2 separate regions of the Cricetulus griseus genome follow, and region 2 is linked to region 1. The links are chromatin contacts, called in public Hi-C maps. All regions are on one chromosome and are shown on one strand. The core of a region is the stretch at or near the end of the contact, and the rest is flanking DNA. Distances in the headings are between cores, read along the strand shown.

Region 1 (5,195 bases), core at 1,425-3,924:
TTATAATTACTATTAAACCTCTGTGTGGTTACTTGGGAGGGGCTTCAGGAACAGAAACTTCTGCCTACAAGAAACAGAAACATAGCTATCTAATTCCCCCCCCATAAGAAAATTGAGGCAGGGTAGGGAGGAGGGACATAAACAGCACACATGCCAAACCAAGGGTTAGGAGTATAGCTTGGTAGTAGAGCCCTCACCTAGCAAGTGTAAAGTTTTGTGTTTAATCTCTGGTACCTGGAGGGAAAAAAAAAAGAGCCAAGAGAGATGCATGTACTTTGTTTACAACATTATATAGGGTTGGGTTTGTGGTGTCAAGAGAGTGGTCATCAATTGACTCAGTTTCTCTGTGTCATTGGTTTCTGAAAACCATGTTGCTGTAACTGAAAAGAGAATGTGTTCATTTCCTTGGTGATCTGGTGATCTTCCTACTAGCATCTGGCCATGATGCATGTCTACTGTCTTTGTTAATATTTTCTTGTTTGAGAATTATTATTTCTGACTTTGTCTCTGAAGGTGTGTCTATATACATTCCCAAGGAAAACACCCATAGACTTTTTGCTTGTATCAAGTAAATACCACTTTAGGCTAGCCACCCCATCTGTAAACCAGGAATAACATCAGATTGCAGGGGTAGTGACTGGGGTTAATTATATACAGTGTTTAGGGGCTGGGCAGTTACACAGAGACTCTGGAAGATCTTGGATAATACTATAGCATTACAATAATTCTGGTTTGCAAATTATAGCCCATAAGAGGCATTACAGGGGAAAGCATCTCTGACTCCATGGCTAGCTAAAAGCAGAATGTAAAAAATAAGTTGTGAAATACAACTTCTCCTCCTAAACCTTCAGAAAAGCAAAGATAATGTTTCCACGTGCAGCCCACCACATGCAGGGAACAGCAAACAGGCAACAGGCGTCCAGATCCTGGGGAGGACTTTCTTGGCCCAGGTGGCCTGGCCTACTGCCAGGATCTGGCCTCTTTTCCTTCCTGATGAGCTAGAAGCTGAAGGGAGAGAGCAATGGAGGCGGGGCTTAAAATGAGGATGTCCTGGCCTTTCAGGTTTTTTTTTTTTTTTTTTTTTTTTTAATTGGGGCCTCTCTCCATGCAGGATGATTAAGTGCTTATGTTGCAGAGTGAGGATTTAAAGGGTAATTTGAGACATTCAAGTCTAGGGATACCCAAAATAAACATCTTAGCATCAACTTCTGGGACCTCTCCCTGTGCTGCAGACACCACACATGCAACCTTGTGGTGTGTGCACACTTTAGGCCTATTTCCTAGGGATAGCCCCGCAGGAAAGAAGTGGTCATTTTATCTGAGATTGTTGGGGTGTAGGTAACATAGTTGGGTTTGGAAAATTCAAGTAGCCATAGGGAATGAGAAAGGCAAATAGAGAGGGGAGGGGGGTCTCAGGCCTGAGTCTGTGTAGGTCACAGGGAGAGCTTGGAAGAGATGACACTGTGGCCCATCGGGTTCTAAAGTTTCAGGATGAGAGCCTGACTTCTAGCTCCAGCACATTGTTGGATCTGCTGCCTGCTTTAATAGGTTACTACTCCTACAGGACACAGGCCAAACAGTGTGCCAAACTCATAATATACAGATGAAGATGGAGAATGGATACACTTTCTACTCTGGCAAATCAGCATTCATATGAAATATCTCAGCTCCCCAGGTACTCACATCTTAGCCTTAAGCTATATTGGGTGGTGGTGGGAGGAGGGGTGCCTAGCCATATTCCAAATAGAATTAAGGTCTAGAAGGCAGGTGCCTTATTTCCAGGCAAGATTCTTGGTCTTGACAAGGACCAAGAGCGTAGACTCTAAGAAAAGCTACCCCACTTTGGTCTCGGTTCCTCACAGTTGGGTAATAACCACATTGTTTTAAGTCACATCATAACGGAGCTACCAGATCCTAGGGCTGATACTCAAATCTACTCGTGTGATCTACGTCGGGCCTCAGTTTCTCCATCTGTAAAATCGTCCCTGGATTAAATAGAGCCTCACCAGTTCCTACTACCTTAAGCATTAAATGTTTACATAGCTGGTTCCACTAGGTTGGCAGTGAATAGGGTTAAAGCCCCACTTCCTCCAAGGTGAAAAGGTAAGTAAACATTTCGACCTCCCCTTAGCCTTGCTCCGGGATTGGTGCCCCGCCGGGTCCCAGCCGCCTATCGCGTCCGCATCCGTCATCTGGATTGCTAATACAATCATTAGCATAAAGAATCTTTCCAAGACCTGGCACCGGAAAACCTGAACCGGAGTCTCTGTCCCTTTAAAGAGAAAAGGGACCCGTACTCTCTCGTTGAGGGCATCTCCTCCGCACCATCCTCTTGATCAACTAGAGAGGTCGTGTGTTAAGTCTACCCATCCAACTACCCGGACGGTGGTCATCTATTCCAGGGGTGCACGACGCACGGGCCCCCGGGAACTGAGCACACAGTTTTGGACTCCGAGCGTCGCAGTGTCAGTCGGAGGGAGGCAGAGCTGGCCCCGCAGCAGGACGAGAAAGCCCTTCTGCACGACCCCGGGGCTGGCGCCCAGGCGGCCGCGGGAGGTGGCTCGTGTTGCAGGGGGGAGGTTCCCGGTCGCACGCGGGGGGCGGGGACTTGGTGGAAGGGGCGGGGCCTACAGGGCAGGGCCGCGGCGCAGGGCGGGCTCTGGCGGCCGAGTGTCACACACGCGGCGGCTCGGGAGGCGGCGGCAGAGGCAGCGGCAGCGGTAGCGGCAGGCGCCGCCGGGGGGCAGGGGCGCGCGGGCTCCGCCGGGCACGGGCCGCCTCCCTCCGTCGTTCGCTTGCTCTCCGACCCGCGGCGGGGCCGGGCTTGCCTCGGCGTACTGGAGAAGCCCGCAGCCGACCGCGGCTCGCACGGGGCAGGGGCGCGCTCCGCCGAGGGGCGCGCTCGGTGCGGGTGTGAGCGGCGGGGGGCGCCCGGCCTTCCGCTCTTTGAGGCCGGGGGCCCCTATGAGACGCGCCCGTAACGGGCGCGAGATCCGAAGCTCGGGCGGCGCGCAGCGCGGGCGGAGGGCTGTGCGGCAGCAGCAGGAGCCTGGTGGCGGCCAGCAGGAGGCGGCGGCTGCGAGAACTTGAACTTGGCGACCGGTACCCCGCACGCCCCCCACCGGGGCCGGGGCGTTGCGGGACTGGGCGGCAGCGCTGCCCCCCGAATGGCCTCGGCGGCGGACGGGGCTCGCGCGCCGCGGCCCTAGGCGGCCTCTCGCCATGGCCAAGTGGCTGAACAAGTACTTCAGCTTGGGCAACAGCAAGACCAAGAGTCCGCCGCAGCCGCCGAGGCCCGACTACCGCGAGCAGCGGCGCCGGGGCGAGCGGCGCGAGCAGCCCCCGCAGGCCGTGCCGCAGGCCTGCTCGGCTTCCTCGGCGTCCTGTGGGTCGGCCGCCGCCTGCTTCTCGGCCTCGTCGGGCTCGCTGCCCGACGACAGCGGCAGCACGAGTGACCTCATCCGCGCCTACCGCGCGCAGAAGGAGCGCGACTTCGAGGACCCGTACAACGGGCCGGGCTCGTCGCTTCGCAAACTGCGTGCCATGTGCCGCCTGGACTATTGCGGCGGCGGCGGCGGCGGTGGCGGGGAGCCCGGCGGGAGCCAGCGCGCTTTCTCGGCGGCGGCTGGCGCTGCGGGTTGCTGCTGCGCGTCGTCGGGGGCGGGGGCCGCCGCGTCCTCGTCCTCATCCTCCGGCTCCCCGCACCTCTACCGCAGCAGCAGCGAGCGGCGGCCCGCCACGCCAGCCGAGGTGCGCTACATCTCCCCTAAGCACCGGCTCATCAAAGTGGAGAGTGCGGGTGCTGCGGGGGATCCCCCGGGAAGCGTGTGTTCGGGCGGCCGCACCTGGAGCCCTACGACCTGCGGGGGCAAAAAGCTGCTCAACAAGTGCGCCGCCGAGGAGACCGGAGCTGCCCAGAAAGACAAGGTAAGACCCAAAGCTACTGGTGCGCATGGGAAACTGAGGCACAGCCACGTTAACCGGCGCTGCCAGTCAACTTTGCTCTGGCACTCTGGAGTCTAGGCTGCGGCGCGCCTTCTGGACTCTGTCTTTGGCTTCTGCTCCCCAAACGCCTCCTTACCGAACCCACAGCCTAAGCGAGAGCACCCCGCCTAGCTTTACCCAGAAGACAGACTCAGCCAGCCCTTCCGGCTCCCCCACTGAAGTCATCTTCGCCGGGCCTAAAAGCATTTGCTCTTGTTTACCCTGGGATTGTGTGGTGGTCCCCCTTCCAGTTGTAGATGGGAACTGAGGTCCAGACCGGGAAAGGGACTCTCCGGGTCATAGTTTTTCCTTAACTAGCTGTCCCTGAATGTGTACATGCAAATGCCTCTAAACCTCGCACTCTGCGTGCCAGGTTTCCGAAATCAAGCGGCCTGTTGTACTGGAGCGGTATTGGGAACCCCCACGCAGGCTTTTCCGGTCTAAATGTCCGTCCTCCCAGAGAACTCACCGATCTGGCACTTCCTACCTCCTCTCCCCAGCTCCGGAGGCGGTCTGCTAAAAGGAGACCCACCTCTGCCCACCCCATCCTCTTTCCTGAATCCATCCCTATGGGGATGAGAGGCCTTTGTAGCAACCCCCTGCCAATCAAGCCATCTAGTCGTCCCCTTCTTTGTAGCAAGAGAGTTAATTACAGCCAGGCCCCCTCTACTCTCTCTCTTCGCACTCCGGAGTTGCCCTCCCTTCCCCCATGAAATACTTGTTCTGTCTACTTCTAGTGGAGGCAGTGTTTTGATTAAATCCGAGGCCCAGTGAGAGATCTCGATCCTTAGGGCAGGGTTGCCTGGCTGTCAGGCCGCTGCTGTGGGTTCTCCCCCACATTCTTCTTGCAAGCTCAAACTTTTGCCCGGACTGATAGAGACTGGATATCCAAACGGAGACATTTTCTATCTGTCAGCTGGTGCTTGGCAAGGCTTCTTTTTATTTTATGGGAGAGATGAGTAAGGGGATGGCCTCCTTTAATTTTCCTGCTTGGTTTTCTCCCTGGGGTCATCCTCTCCTGCTTTGTCTGTCCAGGATGGATGCGTGCAGTCTGAAGGAGCCTAGTGCTCTCTGGAACGGTGTGGGCATGTCTTGGAAGCTTGTACTCTGGGCTTCCCAGGCATCCGAGATGCCACACTTGCATGACAGCTAGCTGGAAACCCTGGTGACTGCACACCCACCAAGGGGGCAAGAGAGATGTCCTTGATGAG
Region 2 (5,195 bases), core at 1,841-4,340, 120 kb after region 1:
TTCTATCCCCGCCACATAAACTGAACATGACAGCCCATGCCTGTAATCCCAGCACTTCACAAGTTGAGGTAGGAGGAACAGGCGTTCAAGGTCAGCCCTCAGCTACATAGCAAATTTGAGGTTAACCTGGCCTACATGAGACCCTGTCTCAAAAATAAACAAAAAGGAGCCAGCAAGATGGCTCAGTGGGTAAGGACATTTGCCATCAAGCCTGACAACCCAGAATATATATGGTGGAAGGAGAGAGCCAAATCCTTAAGCTGTTTTCTGACCTCTATGCACACTATGACACACACATGCCTTACACACACATAAACACACTAAATACATGGGGGGACAGAAACAAAACACATTAGCTTTACATATTATAGCTATTATCTAAGTGATAAATACATGTGCATTTACAATTTAAATAACCCCCATAGTTAATATTTATTTCTCAACACTTTATTATCTCTATTGTATAAATATGAACTCCCTGCATCTTTATTGTATGAATATTAAAGATGCATCGCGTTCATTATTTATTGTCTATCTTCCCCTACTTTCTAGAGTATACCTAGAATGTCAACCCCACACAAGCAGAGGCCAGGAAAATGGGTGGTGAGTGACTGTAAGGTGACGTAACTCCAGTGCAGGGCCCCAGGTATGGCAAGCTCACTGTGTATGCACCTGACACTGTCCATGCATGCTGTGGAGAGAGAGTGACAGTAGGAAAAGCTGAAGCTGGCCCTGACAGTGGAGACCCAAGGAATGTCAAGGTCCAGAAGTGAAGGTCACTGGTGGGAACTGTTATTCTTTTGTTTAAGCTGCAGCTGCTAATATAAAGAAAGGAACAACGGATAAACAACCCACGTGGAGTTTATTTACCAGAAAAGGGGAGAGGGGGGATGGGTAGTCAGCCAACCCAAGAAGGATGGGTGGCAGAACCTTTTAAAGGAAAGGTTGCATATGCGCACTGGGGCTTTGCCCCTCAAAGGTTGCAATGCATGGTGGGTGAGTGAGTGCCCCGTTGTTAGGGGGCGGGGTCAGGGTCATCCAGGTGTTTTGTTGTTACAGGAACTGTACGGCCTCCTGAACCCCCAAGAGCAAGAGGAAAGCAAAAAGCAGACTCCTGCCCTCTGGGGGCTCCCCAAACCTGAGCGCCCAGGAAGTGTTAGGTCTCAAACTGGGGACAAGCACCAACTATTAACATATCAAAGCTGACACTGGCTGACAGCCTATCTGCACCCAGCACCTGGTACAGCCATCCAGGCTGGCGAGCCCTCAACCCTGCTGTCCTACCTACCTTAGGCTCTCCAGCCCAGGGGTTGAGCTGCCCCTCCCCCAGCTTCTCTTCCTTAATTACCTCAGCCATTCTGCCTATGGGTAAGTCTCCTGGCCTCTTGGCTCTAGGTTCTTCCCTCTTTGCTCTTCCTACTCCCCCATCTCCTCACATGGCTCAGCTCAGTCTGCTGGTCACGTTCACTCTGGACTCCTCCAGATGCCTCTCTCTCTGGCTGTGCTCTCCTTTATATCTTGTTTTTTTAAGGACTTATTTATTATGCATAGTGTTCTATCTGCTGTCTGCCTGCAGGCCAGAAGAGGCCACCAGATCTCATTACAGATGGTTGTAGGCCACCATGTGGTTGCTGGGATTGAACTCAGGACTCTGGAAGAGCAGCCAGTGCTCTTAACCTCTGAGCCATCTCTCCAGCCCTCTCCTTTACATCTTTAATAAAAATCTCAACCCCTCAGGAGCAGTCATGTCCTCCTTTTATTTTTTTTTTTTTTTTTTTTTTTTCATTCAGACAGGACCCTGCATGTGCAGCTGGAGATGCAAAGGCTTCGCCTGGCAACACATTTAGGAGGTCCTCAGGTCCCAGCTGTCTGATCTCACTGAAGGCTTGTCTAGTTCAGTATTCCCAGCTTGCCTGGTCATAACTTCCACATGTGGTTCTTGTAATGCTACAAATCCCTGGGCCCTTGGCAATTTCCATTCAGATCTGAGGTTGGCCTCAGGAACCACAAGCTCCCCTGGGGATAGTTCTCTGGGGTAGGTAAAGGGCAGTTTGCCCCTGAGCTTATCTTTGCCTGGGCCTTATACAATGCCAGAGAAGTGTGAGGCATCAGCTACTGCTAGCAAAGTGCACCTCGGTGACTCCCATCCCCAGGCCATGGAGGTGATACAGCCCCATGTCACCTCTGCTAGGTAAAAACAGGTAAAGGGATTTCTCTGAGCACACAAAACATGTGACAATCAGAGGGAATAACCGTTGTGCAACTGCTTAGAAATCTCAAAGTATTTGAGATTTCTCAAAGCAAATGTTTGTGGTTGTATTGACCAGCCTCTTACTAGATAAAAATGTGTTCGTATTTCACAAGTATGTGTCACTCAGATACCAAATGAGGTTGTTTTCTGGTCCTACTCAGAGGTCACCAAACTTTCTGGGACTAAGCATGGTACTTAAGTAAGCCTGAGAGAAAAGCAACCCTGAAGGACAGAACAAGATCATCTAGAAGTGGCAGCTTGCTGTCTCCTCCTTGAACCCTTCTTCCAAAGCCACGCTTTTCCTAAGGCCACCTTGCTTTAGTCCTGGCTGTCTTTTGTGACTCCCTCTTCCAGGTAGCCTTCCCTGACTGCAGTTGGTATAGCTTCTTCTGATGCTATTACTCTCCTCACTTGGTAGCACCCACCTCAAATAATGTCTCATGCCTCCTCATGTGGGTTGGGAGCTCATTCACACACACATTCCTGTTTCCTTCAGGACCCCCAGTCATTATCATAGGTCAGGATGTCAAATTGGAGCTATTGTTTTCCCCAAATTACCTGAGAGTAATCAGAGATAGGTATCAGATACGGGCTTTCCCATAAAAATTTGTTCTAGGAGCACATTGGCCTTCGAACTGGGAAGCTCTGTTTGTGTGTGTCTATTTGCTTAGCTAACCTTGAATTTGATCTGTAGTCCAGGCTGACCGTGAGTGAGTTTGTATCACCCTGCCTCAGCTCCGCAATCTCTTTGGGGAAGAACTGTCTGGCCATGCCTCCAGAACTAGATTCCCAGTCAGTACCTTTAGCTTGTACTGTGCACTCAGCCACCCAAGCCTGTTAAATACCAACCTGCTTCCAAAGGCCACATTGCTTGGAGATCTCACTGACGTCAAGGCCAAGTGTCTGTGGTGCTTGCCAAGTTCAGGTGATTCTGAGCTTAACATCACCACAGACTAGTTAAATTTGAATCTCCATGTAGGGGTTGGTACCCAGGGTTAAGCACTAAGCACATACTAAACCAATGATCTACAACTGGGCTACGCCCCAGCTCTTGTTTTTTGTTTGTTTTTATTTTCAAGACAGGGTTTCTCTGTATAGCCCTGGCTGTCCAGGGACTCACTGTGTAGACCAGAGACCAGGCTGGCCTTGAACTCACAGAGATCCACCTGCCTCTGCCTCCAAGTGCTGGGATTAAAGGCGTAACCCCCATGTGGATCCCAGCTCTTTTTTTTTTTTTTTTTTCCAAGAGATGTCTAATGTGCACAGTTGAAAAAAAAATCTCTGCTTTGGTGGGGTCCTATCCAAATGGAAATAAGTGAATGAATAAACAGAACAATCTCACTGGCTAGCTTCAGTTAACCTTGATCTCTGTTTACAGATATAGGTAAGTGGTTTGGTGCAAGCAGGCTTAGAAAGGAGCCTAGGGACCTGGGTGTAGCTCAGAGGGGAGAACACTTGCCTGTCTTATACAAGGCCCTGGGCTCCAGCTCCAGCTCTTCAAAGGAAAAAAAAAAAAAAAGTTGAAAGTGAACCAAGATGAGGACCAGTCTCAGAGCTGACACCCCAGGCATTTGGACAAGCAGACTTAGAGGCTGGGACATGCAGCTTCGGGGGAAGGGCTGCCAGCACAGAGGGCTATGTAGTAGTGACATCAGGTGACAGACAGCAGGGACAAGGAGGCTGCTGGAACTGAAGCTACAGGGAACAAACTGTGCATGTTTCCCAGTCCAGGGAAGGAGTCAGACGTAGGGACAGAGCCTGGGGGTGTGAAGGGGAGTGGCAGTGACAGGCCCAGATGATTGTAGAAGCCTGGGAAAGAGCAGAACAGAAAGGAAGGTCACTGACCCCTGTTAGAGGATGACCAGAGGTGACCTTATCTGGGCAGAGCTACTGATAGTAGTTGAGACTTTGCTGATAAAGCTAGTTGTTAAATTGTACTGATGGGCCGGGCGTTGGTGGCTCACGCCTTTAATCCCAGCACTCGGGAGGCAAAGGCAGGTGGATCTCTGTGAGTTCAAGGCCAGCCTGGTCTACAAGAGCGAGTGCCAGGATAGGTTCCAAAGCCACAGAGAAACCCTGTCTTGAAAAAACAAAAACAAAAAAAACAAAAAAAACAACAACAAAATTGTACTGATGGACCGTGGGGGCACATGGCAGATTCTTAGAAAGCATGGGGGGCAGCAGGCAGAGTGCTTAAAACACAGAGCCCCCAGCAACATCCCCAGATCCTGTTGTGGAATAATCTTGTTGTACACTAAATATGTGTCACTCTGACTAGTTTAATAAAAAGCCGAATAGCCAATAGCTAGGGAGGATTTTCAGGGCAGAGAGAACTCCAGGAAGGGTAGAGATGCCATGAGACACAGCTAGCAGGATGGGCACTACAGAGATGAAGTAATAAAGCCACAAGGCAGAAAGTAAATTAATAGAAATGGGTTAATTTAAGTTCTAAGAGCTAGTTAGGAACAAGCCTAAGCCAAGCTTTCTTAGAATGTCTCTGTGTTGTTTATTTGGGAGCTGACTGGTGGGACAGAAAAATCTACTGACAACATACCTTTTCCCCCAAGACCCAGATTCTAAATATGCTGGGGCAAGCATGCTTCCACCAAGTTAGCCTCCAGTCCCTTAGAGGCTCTATACCTCTAAAACCTCTGCTCTATACCACCATTTTATTTTGGCAAACATAGTCTCCCCTTTGGCATCAGAAAGTTCAGTCCTTGTGATTTGGCTGTGGGAAAGAGACACCTTTATGAGTGACCATTAACATCTGACCTCTCTGTGTTTGGGAAGTGGCAGACAAGAGGCCTAAGGTGATCAGGGAAAGCCACCAGTGGAGCAGGCAATAGGCCCTTGCCAAGCTATCATGTTTGGAGAAACTTTGATGGTGACTGTTATGTTTTTGAAGAAAAAGAGGAAAAGAGGCAGATGATGAAACATGTTGACT

The links. Hi-C and Micro-C count contacts between places; a contact is called where the count stands out from the background.
Region 2: a contact with region 1 is called in a Hi-C map of the CHK-Q cell line, with 4 times the contacts expected there. The contact joins the enhancer-like site here to the promoter of Shb in region 1. A contact is called at or near these places in 5 of 8 Hi-C or Micro-C datasets (the CHK-Q cell line, the CHL-YN cell line, the CHO-K1 cell line and 2 more).

Annotation. Positions count from the first base shown.
Region 1 is chr2:97,914,857-97,920,051 of CriGri-PICRH-1.0, forward strand. Shb (SH2 domain-containing adapter protein B) reads left to right here and starts at 2,675. Exons shown (of 6, transcript XM_027403172.2): 1 at 2,675-3,927. The coding sequence starts at 3,223.
Region 2 is chr2:98,038,496-98,043,690 of CriGri-PICRH-1.0, forward strand. No RefSeq gene overlaps it. Among named protein-coding and RNA genes, the nearest start is that of Dcaf10, 70 kb to the right of the region's middle. Within about 2 kb of position 3,091, at least 1 of the 6 cell types and tissues checked has open chromatin away from gene starts, as enhancers often do.